2 separate regions of the Zea mays genome follow, and region 1 is linked to region 2. The links are chromatin contacts, called in public Hi-C maps. All regions are on one chromosome and are shown on one strand. Each heading gives the region's core, a stretch centred on a gene start, on an enhancer-like site or on the middle of the called end of the contact. The rest is flanking DNA. Distances are from core to core; before and after follow the strand shown.

The links. A called contact is a pair of places that touch in the nucleus more often than the background predicts.
Region 1: a Hi-C map of ear shows a contact between it and region 2, with 2.0 times the contacts expected there. The contact joins the promoter of LOC100216694 here to the promoter of LOC100281637 in region 2. A contact is called at or near these places in 2 of 25 Hi-C or Micro-C datasets (ear and root tip).

The regions. Positions count from the first base shown.
Region 1 is chr1:52,907,763-52,913,865 of Zm-B73-REFERENCE-NAM-5.0, reverse strand. LOC100216694 (Exostosin family protein) reads right to left here and starts at 3,424. Exons shown (of 2, transcript NM_001143100.1): 1 at 2,453-3,424; 2 at 340-1,211. The coding sequence starts at 3,253. The coding sequence ends at 651.
Region 2 is chr1:52,765,768-52,772,110 of Zm-B73-REFERENCE-NAM-5.0, reverse strand. LOC100281637 (lipid binding protein) reads right to left here and starts at 4,477. Exons shown (of 2, transcript NM_001154556.2): 1 at 3,940-4,477; 2 at 3,252-3,514. The coding sequence starts at 4,375. The coding sequence ends at 3,381.

The sequences.
Region 1 (6,103 bases), core at 2,175-4,674, 140 kb before region 2:
AAAGAATTCCTCTCCCGTGGATCCCCTCTATTTCCCTGTCCACCAAACCAGCTCTAAAGGTAACCAGTGGGCACCAGAACTTGATGAACAATTGAACATATACCAGTATGTGAAACCATAAAACAAGTGGAGGAAACAATTGAACATACCAGTCTGTGAAACCGTAAAACAAGTGGAGGAAGAGAGGCTATTATCTAACTTCCCCTATCTTAGTGGCATATGACTATCCGAATGCCATATACCGATCTCAATCCTCCAGCTAATAACCTACATCTCCCTTCTCTCCATCTGCAGAACCTTCCCTATGTGACTTTAGACTAGTGGACGTCAACCCAAAATGCTCAGCAACTGTAACTGGTCAGTAATTATATTGCCGCCTAGAATGTACAGCTTTTCATACAAAATTCATTGTCCTTAGTCTGCAGCCAAGGACATTTTGGATGAATCTTAAGTAAGAAAAATGAAGAAAAATGATGTGCCATTGGATATGTAATTCTGTTATGCTAGAGTGTTTCAACTTTACTCTCCGTTAATGTCTGCAGCTGTAACATCTGCCCCCAGTCATGCGATTAAGGTTTGGTCTTCAGTATCAACTCTTGTTTCGGCAGGATTGAAAACATGGTGAAAGCTGGAGTTTGCTAGTCCAAAAATCAAGAAGCCTGATTCTGTAGCCAAGAAGGACTGGGTAGAGTTTCATCTGTCCTATTAGTATCAAACCGAGAAAATCTCCGTAGTCTGTTAATCTTCAGACGGATAGAGGGCACCTTCCGAGCAATAGCCTTCCATATCATCTGCACGGCATCATCAGTCTGAGATGGGTATTGGTACTCGAAGTGCTTTTCTACTTCCTTTAGCTTGTTCCACATGCGTGTCCACTCTTCTTGGCTGATCCCTTTGATCAGGCTCTTTAGAAACCCCTTCTTGACTGCATCTGCGCCACGTACTATGACGCTGAACTTTGAATAGTCGAGGACATCCTCAAACGGGAGCTCAATCTCATCGCTGATGATGACGGGAACACAGTGACTGACAATGGAGTCGAAGAGGCGGTTGGAGGATGGAGTGTCACCTGCAATGTTGAGGCAGAACTTGGATGACCGCATACCTTGTGTTGCCTGCTCGATCCCATTACCAGCTACACTTCCAAATGAGAAATGCACATCTTTCTCGTCTTTCAGAAGGTAATACAGTTCTTGCCGAATGGAACCACCCTACAACATTGCGCAATGAAAATTGTGAGTAGAATAGCAAATATATATGTGAACTGCATACAATTTTCCATGGTTCATCTACTCAAAGAGCCTAATGTCTTATGCCAATCACTACAACCCACGTCCTGATAGCTAATCTGATACACCCAGCTCAGGTGGGGTTGGCTGAGGCCCATCAAATTAGGGTTGTCCGGAGCCCAACAGTTCATTATGCACACCCAACTCAGGGAAAGGCTCAATCGCCCCAAAAGACTAGTCCAATGGGGGAAGGGTGACTCTCTCTTTTAAAGTGGCTTCCTCCTCCCAAGTTAAGCGAGGTGAGATAATTCTGAGGCTTACACGGTCACCGTCCGACTACAATTGGGTGCGTCTTTGCCAACGGGTAATAGTGGAGGATGTCCTCATCATTCCCACCTTCTTAAAATGGGCCCTAGCTTTGATACCAGATGATACACCCAGCCTAGGTGGGGTTGGCCGAGGCCCATCAAATTAGGGTTGCTCGGAGCCCAACAGTTCATTATACACACCCAACTCAGGGAAAGGCCCAATCGTCCCAAAGGACTAGTCCAATGGGGGAAGAGTGGCTCTCCCTTCTAAAGTGGCTTCCTCTTTCCAAGTTAAGCGAGGTGGGATAATTCTGAGGCTCACACGGTCACCGTCCGACTACAATTGGGCCAACTGGGTCAATTACGTCTTTGCCAACGGGTAATAGTGGATGATGTCCTCATCATAATCCACGTTTGATTGTCAATGGAAATGTTTACATGATACATAGATCACTTGTTGAATTGTATTACTACTTATGTATTACTGAACTTGTTGCGAAAAGGCAGAGCCAAGTACGCTGATCGTGGTCACATAGGACCGGGAGAAGTGATCGCCTACGTATGAGCTGGACTAGTTACTGATAGGCAGGGCAAAACGCTCCAATTCATAAGGAAGCATACATCGATTTCCATCAGTGCATACCTAGTGGCCAGAAATAGTGCAAATTAAAGTAAGTGGCACACAGAGGGAAAGGGCCATGCTAGCCATTACTAGTAGGAGCTGCGGAACGAAAAGGAGTGCACGTGCCACATGGGCATGGCAAACATTCTCAATTCTTTTTAGGGAAGAACACTTGGAAAACAGAGTTCTTTAAGCAAAAGAGGCATGCTGACGTTATTATTATTAAATTAGATGCGACTAATCCAACAAAGATTCAATTTCGACGAGATGAGTAATTAGCAAGGTATACTCACATCCTTCCTGTAGATGGCGCCTTGGAAGTAGAGCAGCGTCGGCCGGTCGTCGTATCCGGCGGTGTCATTAGCGAAGTTGGCGACGAGGTGCCGATAGGGCGCGATGATGTCCTTGTCGAGGTTGGCGACGCTGGGCGGGTACCTCCCGAAGTCGCAGAGCACGAAGACGCAGGGCCAGAACCTGTAGCGCGCGTCGAGCATACCGTTGGGGTGATGCGCGAGCACGACGTGGTCCCGCCCGCCGGTCCTGCGCCACTCAGGCCGCGCGGCGAGGAACTCGAGGAGCCTCCGTTGCAGCGCGCGGTCCTCGCTGTTCCGCGCGGGCGGCACCACCCGGGAGTGGCGGTTGAAGCTGAGCGAGGCGAAGAAAGGCACGAAGACGACGTCGGCGTCCGCCGCGTGGCGCACCCGCGCCGCTGCGCAGGGCGTGGGCGCGCCCTGCTCGGAGGCCAAGAGGTCGAGGGTGAGCCAGTACTCGATGCTGTGCTGAAGGTTGAGCCCCCCCGGGTAGTCCGGCACGCCGTCCCTGACGTCGGGCCACACGCCGCCGCCGAAGCCCGGGGGCTTCCAGTCGAGCAGTCCGAAGTGGAACTCGGGGGGCAGGTCGTACATGAACACTCGCAGCAGCGCCTCCGCGGGGTCGCATTTCCTACCGGGGCCGCCGAGGCGGAGCCCCTGGTTGGGGCGGCGGGCGGCGGTTGGGCCCGCGGCGGAGTTGAGGAGGAGGTACCAGGAGAGGAAGAATAGCGCGGCGGCGAGCGCGAAGAGCCAGACGAGCGGGCTCCGGCAGGCGGTGGCCATGGCACTAACAGTGGCAATGCGGGCGGAGGGCGGAACGGGGCTCGGCCATGGCTGGCTAGGAGGGGATCTGACGGGGGAAAGCGCGGCTGGGTTGGTCACCCGCGGCGGCCGGTTGGTCGCTATGGAGATGCTCGCGTCCCGATCGAGGCGGTCGGATCTGGAGCTGATAGCAGCGGTTGAGTTGGGTGCTGGGACGGGTGCGGCGCGGTGTGGGTGTGAGCCGTGTGACTCGTGTGGTGAGGCGGAAAGGCACGGGCGGCCGGGGATTCTCCTGACTCCTATTTGGTTGTCGAGCCAGGCGAAACGAAACGGCCCGGTGTATTGGGATGGCTTCAGACAGCTTTAGGTTCTAGCTCCAGTGCAGAACTATAGTTTATAATATTAATATAAATACTTTTAAAAATATTTTTAATCTAATAATAAATAAAATGAGATCTATAAATGTTTTTAAAGGCTTACAGCTCTAGCTCCATGATTTTCTAGAGCATCTAATTACCTGCTTCATTAACTTCACCAAATTTCTTGAAGCTGGAGCTGTCCCAAACGGACCTTAGTGGGTGTTTGGTGGAGCTCTCATACCTCTGGTCTCAACGATAATCACTTTAGAAAGCTAAACGGCTAAAAACTGAGTTGCTCCATTTTGTACTAGAGAGTGTGAGCTAAAAAAAATATGCTTCTCGATGCTTCTAACCTGCTCCCCACACTCCAACCCCTCAGAAATCACGTCACCCACAATTTACCAAACGGTTTTCGTTAAATAAATCTACTTGAGAATCATTTGAAATCACTCTATTATAGCATTAACTCTCAAAGATAGAGAATTATAGAGCGAAGTTCTACTAAACAAGGCCTTAATCGTGTTTGGTCGAGGGACATAAAACTAAACAACTTCGAAAGTTCGAACAGAGAATATTCTTATCTCTACTACTATTATAATCCTAACGTAGGCGTCCACAGTAACAGCCGGTGCACGTTCTGTCGGCCGCGGTCCCTGCCGCATCCAGCGCGTCCTTGCCGCATCTAGCCCCGCCCGCGTCCCTGCCGCATCCAGCTCCGCCCGCGTCCCTTCCAGCGCCCCGCACCGCCGCGCATCCCTCCCGCCCGCCAAGCCCGCGTCCCGAGGCCGCATCCAGCCCCGCCCGCGGCCGAATCTAGCCCGCAATTACCGCTCGCGCAAGGGTTTCCATTGTTGGTTTACGGAGAAATCGCGCCTCCCCAGTGTGCCCTTCCATCCATGGCGTCGCCGCGGCCGCCCCCGCAATCAACTCCGTTGCCCCCGCGATCCCCTTCCCCGACGACACTCACCTTCCATCGATGGGAGCGCGCTGGGTTATGCCCTATACTTTCTTCCTCCATTCCACCAACGACACTCACCCTAAATCCTCACCTCTCAGATCCTGCCCCTCGCTCGCCGCCCAATCAACAGCTCAGACTTTACCGCCCCAGCCGAGCAAAGGTGGAGGCGTCTGCCTCCACACACCTCGCCCTCGCCACCACCTCCCTTCCCCCCATCCCTAGAGAAGACACGGAGGTGCAGTGACAGTGCTTCTACTCAAGCGCGCCACGGATTATTGAGCCAGCGGCATTCATCGGCTCCACCAAAGGTACGTCATCTCTCGTGCCTCGCTCCATCTCCTGCTGATAGGTTTTGCCCATGTAGCCTAAGATAGGTGAAAGAGAAATAGGCTAAAATCTTTTCCTAATTGATTTTGGTGGTTGAATTGCCCAACACAAATAATTGGACTAACTAGTTTGGTCTAAATTATAAGTTCTACAGGTGCCAAAGGTTCAACACAAACCAATAAAAAGTCTAAGAAAGGGTTCAAATAAAAAGGAGCAAAGAAAACCGAAGACTGCCCTGGTCTGGCGCACTGGACTGTCCGGTGTGCCACCGGACAGTGTCCGGTGCACCAGGGAGATCAACTCTGAACTTGCCACCTTCGGGTTTCTAGAAATGCCCTCCGCTATAATTCACCGGACTGTCCGGTGTGCCAAGAGGAGTAACGGCTATAGCGCCAACGGTCGTCTGCAAAAGGTGAACAGTGAACTACAGTGCGCGGACTGCGCGCGCAGAAGTCAGAGCAGGCGCAGATGGCGCACCAGACAGTGAACAGTGACTGTCCGGTGCACCACCGGACTATCCGGTGGCCCCACTTGTCAGAGCTCCAACGGTCGAACCCTAACGGTTGGGTGACGTGGCTGGCGCACCGGACTGTCCGGTGCGTCCGTCGACAGCAGAGTTCCCCAACGGCCACTTTGGTGGTTGGGGCTATAAATACCCCCCGACCACCACACTTCAAAGCATCCAAGTTTTCAGCCAACACATTCAATACAAGAGCTAGTGCATTCAATACAAGACACAAATAGAGTGAATCAAAATCTCTCCAAGTTCCAATTCCACTCAAAGCAATAGTGACTAGAAGAGAGAGTTTTGTCGTGTTCTTTTGAGCTCTTGCGCTTGGATCGCTTTTCTTCTTCCTCATTTCTTGTTCCTAAGATCTTTGTAATCAAAGCAAGAGACACCAATTGTGTGGTGGTCCTTGTGGGGACTAAGTGTCCCAATTGATTGAGAAGAGAAGCTCACTCGGTCTAGGTGACCGTTTGAGAGAGGGAAAGGGTTGAAAGAGATCCGGTCTTTGTGACCACCTCAAAGGGAAGTAGGTTTGAAAAATGATTCGATGGAGAGCGATTGTGGAGTGACGACGAAAGATGAATAATTCGATGGAGTGGAGTGGAAGCCTTGTCTTCGCCGAAGAACTTCATTTCCCTTTCAATCTATGACTTAGCATGAAATACACTCGAAACCATATTAGTCATAGCACATGAAAGAGATGATCAAAGGTATACATG
Region 2 (6,343 bases), core at 3,228-5,727:
GTTAAATGCCCCTGCGACTCGGTCGGTCGGTGTGGCGATTTAGTCAGGGTTGCTTCTCAGCGAAGGCAAGGCCTCGGGCGAGCCGGAGATATGTCCGCCGTTAAAGGGGGGCCTCGGGCGAGACGGAAATCCCTCGGGGTCGGCTGCCCTTGTCCGAGGCTAGGCTCGGGCGAGGCGTGATCGAGTCACTCGTATGGACTGATCCCTGACTTAATCGCACCCATCAGGCCTTTGCAGCTTTATGCTGATGGGGGTTACCAGCTGAGAATTAGGCGTCTTGAGGGTACCCCTAATTATGGTCCCCGACAACATCTGTCGTGTTTGTATGAATGAGTTGAGGTCGAGCCGACCACCAAGCCCAGCACGACAGTGCACCAGGCCCCAGGTCCTAGCCCAACAAGGCAACTAGCAGACTAGCAAAAAACAAAACCCTAAAATAATCAGCCATATGCTACGCCCTGCCCAGACGACGGTGACGACCATGAATTCTCAGGCGCCAACGAACTCAGATGGTGACCAAGAAAGGTGAGCAAACTCCATTTCTCCATTTCTTATATCGGTCTCGAAGTACTTATTTCTTTTCTGATGGATGGATGAATGGATCATGGTTCATGAATGAGTGCTTGCCGATGTAGTGATGTCTGAAATCTAGATTGTTTGTGCTACATGTTAGTACCTAGTTATCCCTTAATTGGGGATGGGGACCCATTGGGGACCCGAAACCCGAATGGGTATGGGTATGGGATGAGTTTTGTACCCATGATGGGTATGAGGATGGGTATGGGGATGGATCAAACATGACGGGGATGGGTATGAGATGCTATAACCCGGTGGGGAATTCCCCATTGACATCTCTAACCGTAATCGAATACCACACTAGAAATGAATACCGGCCTATTCAAACTTGTTACCGGTATTCGAGTGTGAATCATTACCGTTACCATTTACGTTACATTTCGTAAACCAAACGACACATGTCTTGTCCCGGGATGGCAACATGCCATGAAACCCACTAGCTCAGCAGCCCATGTGATGGAAGGCTAGTACTACTTCGTAAGCGGTTTTCTTCATTTTTTTGAAAAATATTTCTTAAAATAATAACATAGTATTTTTATGTCAAAACTAACTTGTTTGCCTATATTAATCTTACTGACATGGTCAAACAATGCTACAAACTACTCTGCCTGACGAGGAAGACCTACAAGTGTGGCAGATCAGCCATGCGCTATGCACTAGTAGTCTAGTATTGACCACTATCGCACATATAATGTAGGGTGTTATCTCATGCTAAGAGTCCACACATGTATAAATCCTCGAATCTTCTATGCATTTACCTTCAGTTCACGGTCTCGCAACCTATCACATAAATTCACCGTTCGAATAATCCTCAACAATGGTTACACCTCTCTTTTGAGGTACCTTCTCTATAATCATCGCTGTTCTCTTTAGATAATCTGAATCGATGCTATCATTAGTAGCGATCCTTTCTTCCTCATGTTCCTCTCACTCGTCCTGCTCGTATAACCCCACATCAAAGTCATTGTTGACAATGCCTCCTGAACACCACATTGATTCATCAAACCGCCATTGGAGAAGGATGAAGTGGCTCCTATGTCAACTGATTGTCCAATACCATATTGATTGGTATTCTGTCTATATCAACCTTGCATGTCATTCATCAAATCCAACACCATCAAAGGACCACAAATCATCCTCCCTATATCCATTCTTCGCCAAAACGTCAAGCAATATCACATTTGATCCTTGCACTACCATTTTGTAGTGCAATCAATGACCATCATTGTGCAATGGCATTAAATAGAAAGGGAATTTCTGTCTTAGCCCCTCCATTTCTCTGGTCACCGAACCAGCACCATGACTAGTTTGAGAGCGAGAAAAAACGAAGTAGATTGGAAGGATTAAAATTATTTCTTATTCAAAATTGAATAATAAGACAATTTTAGTCTCTCCAATCTAGCTTCGATTTTCTCTCTCCCAAATAGCTTTAAGGCTGAATGCCGGGCCTGCATGCTGTAACGCAACTGCACAACACTGTCACCCCGATTCGGCCTGCTTCCTGTGGATTCGTGACGCGCGAAATACTGTTTGAGTTCGTGGGCCGTGGCCGTGGGGGCGAGGGCTTTGTGACTGGATGGATTGGTTCTAGTGTCCTATACTCTTTTCTTTTGAAAATTTACGATACTATTCGTAGTATCGAATTGAAGGATTGTTCTTACTCGAGATATAATTTTATTTTTACTTGTGTTTTTAAAGTTTGCACGCATGTCCATCACTTTTTGAAATGAATAGACAGTCTACCCATATTTCATTATCAGCACTCGGTGAAAAAAAGACTTTCGTACCTTTATATCGTCTTTTAATCAATCTACTTTCTGTAAATTCGTGCTCACTTTGATATGAAAGTTTTAAATATAAGTATGACAATAATCTGACCATAAATTTATAAATACATATTTGTTAAATCTAAAAATATTTTAAAACCGGCGAAAAATAAACTAGATTTGATATTAAATTTTGAAAAAATAATAATAAAATTTTAGCTATGATTAATTTTTTGTGAATTATATGAAAAACTAAAATCGCATCCATGCACCCGAGGGTGCGGCGGAAGGGTTGAACCAGTCACGTGGTCGTCAATTTAGGCAAAGAACAAACAGGGCAATCAATCAGTTGGAGCAGACGGCAGGCCGACGAACGTAGCCAGCTCATTAGCCTCAAGCTCGACAGCGAGAATCCACCCGCCGGCGAGCCCCACTGGGCGCGGCCAGGACAGCCACGGGCGAGAGACAGGTCACACGACGGTGCCACCAGCGGCCAGTCCCGTATGCAGTACCCTTGCGGCCTTGCGGGCCGTGCCATACGGACACACGCACCCCGGCACCAGCAGAGGAAAAGGAAGCTCGTCGTCGTCGGTCGTCGTCACACGTAGCCCGTGTACGCGCGGCGAGCCGCATGGAGGGAGGGCCTCCAGCCAGCCTGCGTGTCGTAGAAACGGCGCCGGGGCGCGCGAGGCATCAACCGCCGCGTGCCCGCAAGCCGCCTTTCAACGATTTCACGCGTCTCGGCACGTCAGACGCCCGCGCTTTTGCGTCCTGCGGCTGTCGGCCGGGACGTTCGCATCTATCGCCGCTGTGCTGATTTGATGTTTGCCTGGCCTGGGTCCGGGGCCGGCTGGGGGCTGGCGCCGCGATCAGCCAAAAAGGCATTTTCACAGCAACTGGGTACGGACGTTGATGGCATGGACGGGACGCCCGAATTGATTCCATCACCGGCGGAACGCGTGTGTACATTTACACCTGTACAGATGCGCGGCAGCTCTACGGTGCGTGGTGCCGAGAGCGCCGTGCCGCCTACGAGAGTTACAGCAGCAGCGTGGAGAGGATGACGACGAGACAGCCGCGCGAGAGAGCAGCCACCATGTACGGCCGTCTCGAGGCCCCCGGACCGCCGTTCGCGGCCGCCGTTGCCGGTGTGGTCGACGGCGCGTCGGACCCTGCGGTGAGAGATCTTGTCAGTGCCGACATCTTTGGCAGGACGCGCGCGCGTGGGGGAGGGGGTTGATTAGTCCACTGCTTTTGTTACCAGTGCAGCAGTGCACAGTATCGCAAGGTTTCACGACGTACAAATACAATCCAGCCAATATAATGTAGTTTTTATTAGCTACGCCTACAAATACAATACAACCAATAGACAGTATCGCAAGCTTTGAGGTACCGTACCCGAGAGAATCTAGTCTAGGCAGGCAAATCACGCAGAGTTGACAAGATAGTTCCCTAGAGTACCTACGACGCCTTCAAAGTTGTTTATTAATCGGTCGCTAATTCCCACCAGGCAGAGGCAGGCAGCCCACATCATTGTAGAACGCGAGCTTATCGAAAACCGGCAGACCAGAGCGCGCCGTGTAGTGTAAGTACGTACCTGAGTCCATCGGCGCGTCCGCGGCGGCTCCGCCCGGCGGCTCGGCGACGGGCATGCCGAGCGCGGCGCAGAGCCTGGGCGGAGGCGCGTCCACGCGGCAGATGGTGGGCAGCGCGAGCGCGCGCACGGTGTCGACGCGGACGCCGTTCCCGGCCAGGAGCGCGCACAGGCAGGCGGCGTCGTCGCCGCCCACGACGGCCGCGAGCGCCCCGCAGCAGCCCTTCTCCGGGCGCGTCAGCGCGCTGCGGCGCTCCACGTACGTCAGGCACGGCGTCAGGTTCAGCAGCGCGCCCGCGCAGTCCAGCGACGACGACGGCGCGGGGGCGCCCGCCGGCGGTGCTGATATCTGCGCGCTCCCTCGCGGCAGCAGGGCCAGCAGCGCCGCCGCCACGGCGAGGACGACCAGCGCCGCGGGTGGCGCCGTTAGTAGAGCCATGGCGTCGCCGTCGCCGTCGCTGCTTCTTGGGATTCCTGCTTTCCGGAGGAGGCTGTGGTCTGTGCTCTGTTTGACATGTGGGGAAGGGATGGGGAGATCACTGCTCAGCGTGCGCCTGTGTGTCCATTTGTGCGTCAGTGCTCCGCTGGGTATTACTGGCCCAAACCCATACCCGCGAAGAAAAAATACGCCCGCTAAAAAACTCATACCCATAACGGATATAAAATTTTGCCCAAACTCATACCCATGCGGGTTTCGGGTACCCAACGGGTTTCCCATACCCACTAAGATCAACATAAAAAATAATTCATCATGTAAATAACAATTAATACATTAAGAAGCTAGGATAAAAGGAACAAGTAATAACTAATTTTAGCTTAAAATCTGTTACATGAAGTTTATTTCAATTAGAACATATTCAATTAATAATATTATGAGACATATTTATAAGGAATGATGATTTTAAGGCGGGTTTTAAAAACCCATGGGTTTGCGGGTATGAGTAGTGGAAGAACAAACCCATGCCCACGTACCCGTTGGGTTTCCATTTGAACCCATTAACAAACCCATGTATATAGAAATTGACTCAAATCCATACCCTAATAGAGCAAAAACCCACCGGGTTTCGGGTAGCGGGTACTCATTGCCATCTCTAGTCTGTGCTCGTGTGTAGGCCGAGCGAGTGATGGGGATGTCTGGGCAACGCTAAGCTGGGTTGTCGTGACGATAGCGTTCTTGCCTAACGGCCAACGGTTGGGAAATGGTAGGGCCATGACAAGCCGCTCCCTCCAATAAACCTTGCCGCCGTAGCTGTGTCCTAAACAAACATTGCCGTAACGCTTTGCAAACCCAAGTTAATCAATTATGTTCCTTGGGAACACACAAGGGTATGCAAGTCCTCTTTTGAGTCCAGCCATCAGGGAAAAAAACTACACCATTGAGCATAAGGATCGTCAAGGCACGATAGCGCCATGATTGTAGGATCCGATTCCGCTTAGCACGTACACACAAGTAGGGATGAAAACGGTCGGAAACAGTCGGTAAACACTAAAACCATTACCGTTTTCATATTTTTTATCGGAAACAAAATCGAAAACGGTAACTCCGGAAACGGAAACGATATCGGTATTTCGAAAACATCGGAAACGAAAGTTCGGTGCGGAAAATACACCGGTAACGGTCGAAATCTAAAATACGATCGGTAAACATATCAAACTTCACAATAAAACAAAATTGACAAAAGATCATAAATACCACAAGTTCACAATTCATGATATAACAAGTTCACAAGGATCACAAATTTATAATATAAAAAGTTTACAAAGATCACAAGTTCACAATATAACAAGTTCATAAAGATCACAAGTTCACAGACTCAAAGTTCACAATTCACAATATCCACTCGATTTAGTTGACATGGCATGCTTACTCATGAAATATTTTTTCCTCACATAAAGGTTTTTTTCATAGCCTCACAAGAAAACCCTAAAATCTAGTGTGTGAAAAAGACAGACTGTCGGCTCTCTATCATTATATATTACTAATACATAACATATGCATAGAAAATGGTGGATTCGTTCGAGAGACCAAATCGTTAATCTCAACTGCCTTCCAACAACATCTAACCCTAAATAAATCTTAAAGCGTCCAAAAAATACAAAAATAAGTAATCCTTATCCAAAAATGTATAGGCGATGCGAAAAAATCACATGCTGGAAAATTCCGAAAAAAATTCCGAGACACAATTCCGGAAATTTCCGAGAGACAATTCCGGTAATTTCCGACAAAAACAGGTAACCGATGGAAACGGTCGGTAAAACACCACGCCGATTCCGTACCGATTCCGATAGAAAATTCCGAAAACCGATTCCGTTTTCGAAAAATACCGTTACCGGTGAATCCGATCGAAAAATTTCGAAATCGGTTTCCGGAATTCCGAAAAATTCCAAAACCGTTTTCATCCCTACA